2 separate regions of the Pan troglodytes genome follow, and region 2 is linked to region 1. The links are chromatin contacts, called in public capture Hi-C maps. All regions are on one chromosome and are shown on one strand. Each heading gives the region's core, a stretch centred on a gene start, on an enhancer-like site or on the middle of the called end of the contact. The rest is flanking DNA. Distances are from core to core; before and after follow the strand shown. Region 1 has its middle 14 kb from the start of TIFAB. Region 2 has its middle 8.8 kb from the start of NEUROG1.

Region 1 (2,700 bases), core at 54-2,553:
AGAAATGTGAGAAATTGCAGAAATAGAAAGGAAGCGAGTTTCCTTACAGAGTCTCAGAAAGCTGGAGGAGTGTGTCGTTGGAGAAGAGGGCCATATGGTTGGGGCAGTCCCTCTTCGAGGGGATGCTAACCCCTTTGTGGGCTGTGGTTTCAGGACTTTGAGCCTAGTCGCACCCAGGAGCTAGTTTGCAGATTTCCATCATGCTCTGTTGTTCTCTCCTAGTATTATCCCAGTCAGGTCTGGTCCTACTTTGCTTTAAGATGTAGCAGCAGTCTTGACCACGTGTGAGCCGAAGCATTCTGGGGAGCAGTGGGGCCTGGGAAAACTTGTTATGAGATGTCGAGAGATCACCCGAGATAAGGAGAGTGGGGAGCTTGAGTCAGGAGGTGAGATGAGGGAATACCAGCCACAAGCTGGTATCGCCAGGGTGGGCAAGCTCAACCTGTTGATTCCCAGGGCACAGAGGGAGGGGAGCTGGATGAAAGTTGGCCATACGATGACCAAGGAGGATGAAGGCTGGGTCTCTTCTGCTATCGGACACTAAAGGGCAGCCAGACCCTTGGGAACAGTGGGTGTCTGGCATCTGGGTTACATCTGGCTTACATCCTCCTAACTATCCTACCATGGGGTACTATCATGGGGCTTGTTTTACAGATGGGGAAGCTAAGGCGCAGAGAGTAACTTGCTCTCAGTCACACAGCTGGTAAGTGGCAGAGTTGGTATGTCCACTGGGTCTGACTAACCCCAGCCCCTGCTGGTCCCCCAGGGAGCAGGCCCTTGCCCCGGTTCTGCAGGAACTGCAGTCATTGGCTCCTGCTCAAAGCCTCCCAATAAAGAGAATTTGGGGGAAATCCCTTCCGCAGGAGAAGCTGGTGAAAGACAAGCCCCCTTCCTGGATATTCTCAGCACAATTCAGGACTTGCTAATTACTCCTGGGCCCTACCTTTCTCTTCTCAAGTAGGCGGCAAAGTTTACTGGTGATTGCGAAGTGATTGCAGAGCGGTTGGAGAGTGAATGGATCCGGAGCAGCGTAGCAAACAGCGCAGTCTGGAGGGCTCCATCCCGCCGCAGGGCCAAGGCCTTTCCTGCCAGTCTGACGAACTGCCGGTAGATGGCACTCTGAACCCGTTCCCCGGCCCCCTCCACGCCCTGGATCCGCCGTCTGCGCCGGTGCGGGACTCCCCGGGAAGCGCCTGCGATTTCAGAGCAAGAGCTGTTTCTGCACTGCTCCAGTCCTGCATTTAACAGACGCTTATGGAGCACCTGCTGAGTACCAGGGTGTGTCCTGTGTGCTGGGTGTTCAGCCTTCCTGGGAGAGGATATACAAGGCCATCGCAGGGCCACTGCAACTCAGTGTGACCGCAATTAGGACCGGAGAGCACTTGATTTCGAAACTGCGCCTTCTGGAAGAAGATTTCTAAACTTGCGCCTCCTGGGAAGAAGGCTAGAGTTAGTGTTGCCGCAGGGCTGTGCCTCAGACGACCAGGCACGACCAAGCACACAGGTGGTGCTCAAGAAATGAATGGGAGTAGATGAGGGCATTCTGGAGACTGCATGGAGAGCCAGGGCCTGCCGCAGCAGCAGCACCAGCAGTGGCGATGGCAGCAGCGGGGTCGTTTCCAGGGGACTTGTTCTTTCCGGTTGCACCTCTAGGCTCTGCGGAGTTTAACGACGAAGCTCAGCCTGGGCACCTTCTCTGGAAGATGGGTGCCCTAGCTCTGAGGGCGTCCGCCGCAGCCAGGCCTCAGGGCTGGCCCGGGCCTCTGCAGGGAGCTCCAGCTGCAGGGAGCCCCCAGAGGAAGCAGGGGCGGCAGGGAATGAGTGGAGGGGGGTGGGGTTGCCAGAAAGAGGGAGGTGCTGTCTGCATTCAGTACCGATCAGGTGGCTGGCACCTTACTGAGCCTGAACGATGAGCGCTGTCTCCTACGCTGTCCTCACAGCAACCCTTTCCAGAGACGTTCTCGTCCTCGTTAGGCATATGGGATAATGGAGGTTCAGAGAAGGCAAATCTCAGGCATGAGACGAGTGACCCATCAGGAGAAGCTGAGCTGTGAGCACAAGGAGTAGGGTGCGTGGAGAAGAGCAGGGTCAGGCCCCTCCTTTGCTGGTGATAGAGAGGGGGCCTGTTGTGGGCCGCTTGTGAACATATCAGTGCAAAGAAGCCTTCCACAGCAGCAAGCGAACACCCTCCCGGAGTCAGGCCAGCTCCTGAGCACAGGCGCCACCAGGCTCCACCCGACTCAAGCCCCCAGATCGGCTCTCATTTCCCAACGGAGTGCCTGGCTACCCAGGCTCATGGCCTCCGGGGACCACAGGACAGAAAGTGCAGAGGGTAGGGTGGGGAGGAGGGTCAGTAGGAGGCCTCCTCTTAGGACCTGCAGTGCTTCCGGGCCTCACATAGGGTCATCCACCTTGGAAGGCTCCTGCAATGTCGTTGGCCTGGTTTCTGGTTGAAGTAATGTGTACGGCCTGATTCTGAGCCCAAGTCAACCAATGATGACTGCAACCCACACCATCTCTAAACTCCACTCCCAAGAAACTTCTCAAGAAAAAAACACCGGCTGCTTGAATACTCTCCTAGGCGCACTTCATCCCCTTTTTCTTTTTTTTCTTCCTTCAAATAGTTCATTATTTTGCATGGAGATTTTGCTTTTCTTTGACTATTTTTTTTCATATATAACCTGATAAAAGGGCTCCCGT
Region 2 (2,855 bases), core at 167-2,666, 74 kb after region 1:
CGCATCTTAAGTTTTACCATAACTTTCTGGCATTTTCTTTTCTTCCAGTTTTCCCAGACTACCTAGGGGCAGTGAAGAATTACAACATACATGAATTATTAGTACTCCCCTCGAGTTAAAGGGGGAGGAAAGCGCCTCATTTTCTATGCCCCCAAGGGACGGACCGAGCGGGCAGCCTCTAAACAATGTATTTATCACTTTGCATCTCTTTGGGACGCCGGCCGCGCCCCCACCCTTGCCGCTGCCACTTCGGTTTTGCTCCGGCTGGGGAGACCCGGCGTTTCTGGATTTCTTTTATGCAGCCACAAATAAAAGCTCCTAGGCTGGAAGAAGGGGATTTCCCCCCAAGTCTTGAGCAAACGACCCTAGCGCCGTGGCTCTTCCTACGGCGGGGGCCTCGGAGAACCCGGCGGGGCGCGCGGGGGGACGCGTGGGCACTGCCGCGTGGGCGCCCTGACCTCGCGCCCGCGTGGAGCGAGAGCCGGGACTCTGGGCCAGCAAGTTCCAGTTCCCCGATGGGGCCGGCTCGCCGCCGGAGCCGCGTGACGGGATTAGGGCCGCACGAGAGGCGACCGCGCCGCGGCCTCCAGCCACGTGAGCACAGACACAGCTTCAAACGTCCCCAACGCACTAATCCTTGTTATCCGGCAGGATGACCGCGGCCGCGCCAGCACCCGGCCTGCCTCCTCCGTCTGGCTGCGGGCGGGGAGTTCGCCTGGCTCCCGAGCCCCAGACACGGATTTGGGGCCTGCGATGACGATCTACCCCACACCATCCACATTCCTGGGACCCTCGGGGCAAGGTCCTACAGTCCTTGGTGACCACCGCGCCTGCAAAAAGCGGTGGGAAAGTTGTTACGCTTAGAAAACTACCAACACGCGCATGCCTGTAATCCCAGTTACTCGGGAGGCTGAGACAGGAGAATCGCTTGAACCCGGGAGGCGGAGGTTGCAGTGAGCCGAGATCGCGCCACTGCACTCTAGCCGGGGAAACAAGAGCGAAACTCCGTCTCAAAACAAAAACAAAAACCAAAACCAAAACAAAACAAAACCTGCCGCCGCTCCGGAAGAGCTGGGATGGAGAATAAGGATGAATTCTGGAGGGAAATCCGGCAAAACGGGCATTGGCACTAAAATAGGACATTCGTTAAGGAAAAAACAAAGATGGCTGAAGAATGGAGTATGGCTGAAAAAAGCCCACTGGAGAGGTGCTGATAGTCCCCTCTGGGCGCCTTCCGAGGTTGGGAGGGCATTCTGGCCCCCGCCCCTCCCCGCCGCAATCTGTCGGGACCCGTCGGGTTTCCATATGAAGGGTCGAGCCGGCGCCTTGGGAGCGCTGAATGGCCGCTCGCGGTCCGGCGGGCGCGCACGCCCCGGGGCCCGGGCTGGATTTGGCCGCATTTGCATAGCAGGTGCTGATGCTTGTCCATTCTTACTTAAAGAAGTTTTAATATGGGATAAATTACCAGGAACTAGGAGCTGACGTGGGCGGGAAAAAAGGAATCGTGTCGCCAGCCAGTCTTCTTACCGCTGCCTGGCCTGGAAGGATAGGAGGGGCAAGGAGAGAAATGCGAAGTAAGATTCGATTTTAAAAGTCGTCACCTTAAGAAGCTATAGCCTCTCCCCGTATTGCCCCAAAAGGAGTAAAGAGAAGACAGGAGGGAACTTTAATCAATTTGATTTTAGAATCTGTTTTGCCGCGAGTAAAGCAGTAATCCCAGGGATAGTAATACGATTAACCAGAGATCTTTGAGTCAGAAAGTCTGGCCGAGTTTAAAATGTTAATCCCGGCCCTAATCCGCCCCGTTGGCGGGGGTGGAAGTGCTGCACCACAAGGAGAGATTGTGTTTTCTTCCCCTGCTCTTAAAGAAACATCCGCGAGGTCCGCACCGGCCCACTTCTAGATCAGGACGAATTCCTTCCCTGGAGTGCGCTCCCAGGGCTGGCGGCCTCAGGGCTACCGGGGGTCAGGGCGTGCTCTGGATAGGTTTCTCTCCCAGGGAAACCAGGCCCCTGTGGCTGCCTGGGGATGGCGGTGGCCTCCGGGTTAATTCCAAGTGTTTGGAATCTTGCAAAGGCTTGGAGCAAAATGGAGTTTCAAAGTGGTGGGATTTTGAAGAGATAGAGGCTGGGGTGGCTTTCATGGCCCTGCCCCCCAAATCCCCTTTAAACTGGACACATGCGTATCCTCAGGGACAATCTGGTTTTTAAGGTTTTCAGGGTCTTGGGGACTGGAGAAGGGGAATGGCGACCGCACACTCCAGCTGCCAGAGTGTGCATCTGCTTATTGGCTTCACGGGAGAAATGTCTGTAGTCTGGGGACCCCTGAGAAATCTCCAAATACTTGTGGCCCGCGAGGGGGCCAGGGTGAGGAGAGGTGGACTTAGCCTGAGCACTGCTATCCCAGGGTCTCCATACTAACATGCTGTCAGACTCATGGAGCCAACAGACCACCTGCTCTCTGAGGGGTCAAATACTGAGGCTCTTAATTCCTTTGCCCTCTGGCGCAGGACCCTTCCTCCTCCCCTCCTGGGCCCACACACTGCTTTTTAGGGTTCAGCCTTCTCTGGTCGCTGGTGGTTCCTCTCTTCTGGCCCAGTTTGACAACACTTTGGGGCGAGTTCGCACCTGGATCTTGCGGCAGGCCTCTAACTTGCCCCAAGTGCTTCCCAAGGCCTGCTTTCCCTGGAAGGCAGTGTGAGATGCCCAAATGGACCATATGGTTTAGAGCGAGAGCCTTGGAGCCTACAGACAATGGGAAAGTGAGAGGCCCAGGTCAGTGGCGGAGCTCGGAGCTCGAGAGGCTGCAAACCTCCCTTTCAGCCTAATGAAGCTGTTGTCTGGGGGTAATGATGC

What was found. Capture Hi-C pulls out chosen DNA fragments and counts their contacts.
Region 2: a capture Hi-C map of stem cell-derived neural stem cells shows a contact between it and region 1, with 6 times the contacts expected there. The contact joins two enhancer-like sites. A contact is called at or near these places in 5 of 7 Hi-C or Micro-C datasets (blood, induced pluripotent stem cells, a lymphoblastoid cell line and 1 more), 1 of 1 datasets of contacts at active chromatin or transcription factors (stem cell-derived excitatory neurons) and 1 of 1 other capture datasets (stem cell-derived neural stem cells).

Annotation. Positions count from the first base shown.
Region 1 is chr4:133,204,153-133,206,852 of NHGRI_mPanTro3-v2.0_pri, forward strand. No RefSeq gene overlaps it. Among named protein-coding and RNA genes, the nearest start is that of TIFAB, 14 kb to the left of the region's middle. Within about 2 kb of position 1,304, at least 6 of the 24 cell types and tissues checked have an H3K27ac peak or open chromatin away from gene starts, as enhancers often do. A contact at or near this core is called in stem cell-derived neural stem cells, where this site is marked.
Region 2 is chr4:133,278,290-133,281,144 of NHGRI_mPanTro3-v2.0_pri, forward strand. No RefSeq gene overlaps it. Among named protein-coding and RNA genes, the nearest start is that of NEUROG1, 8.8 kb to the left of the region's middle. Within about 2 kb of position 1,417, at least 4 of the 24 cell types and tissues checked have an H3K27ac peak or open chromatin away from gene starts, as enhancers often do. A contact at or near this core is called in stem cell-derived neural stem cells, where this site is marked.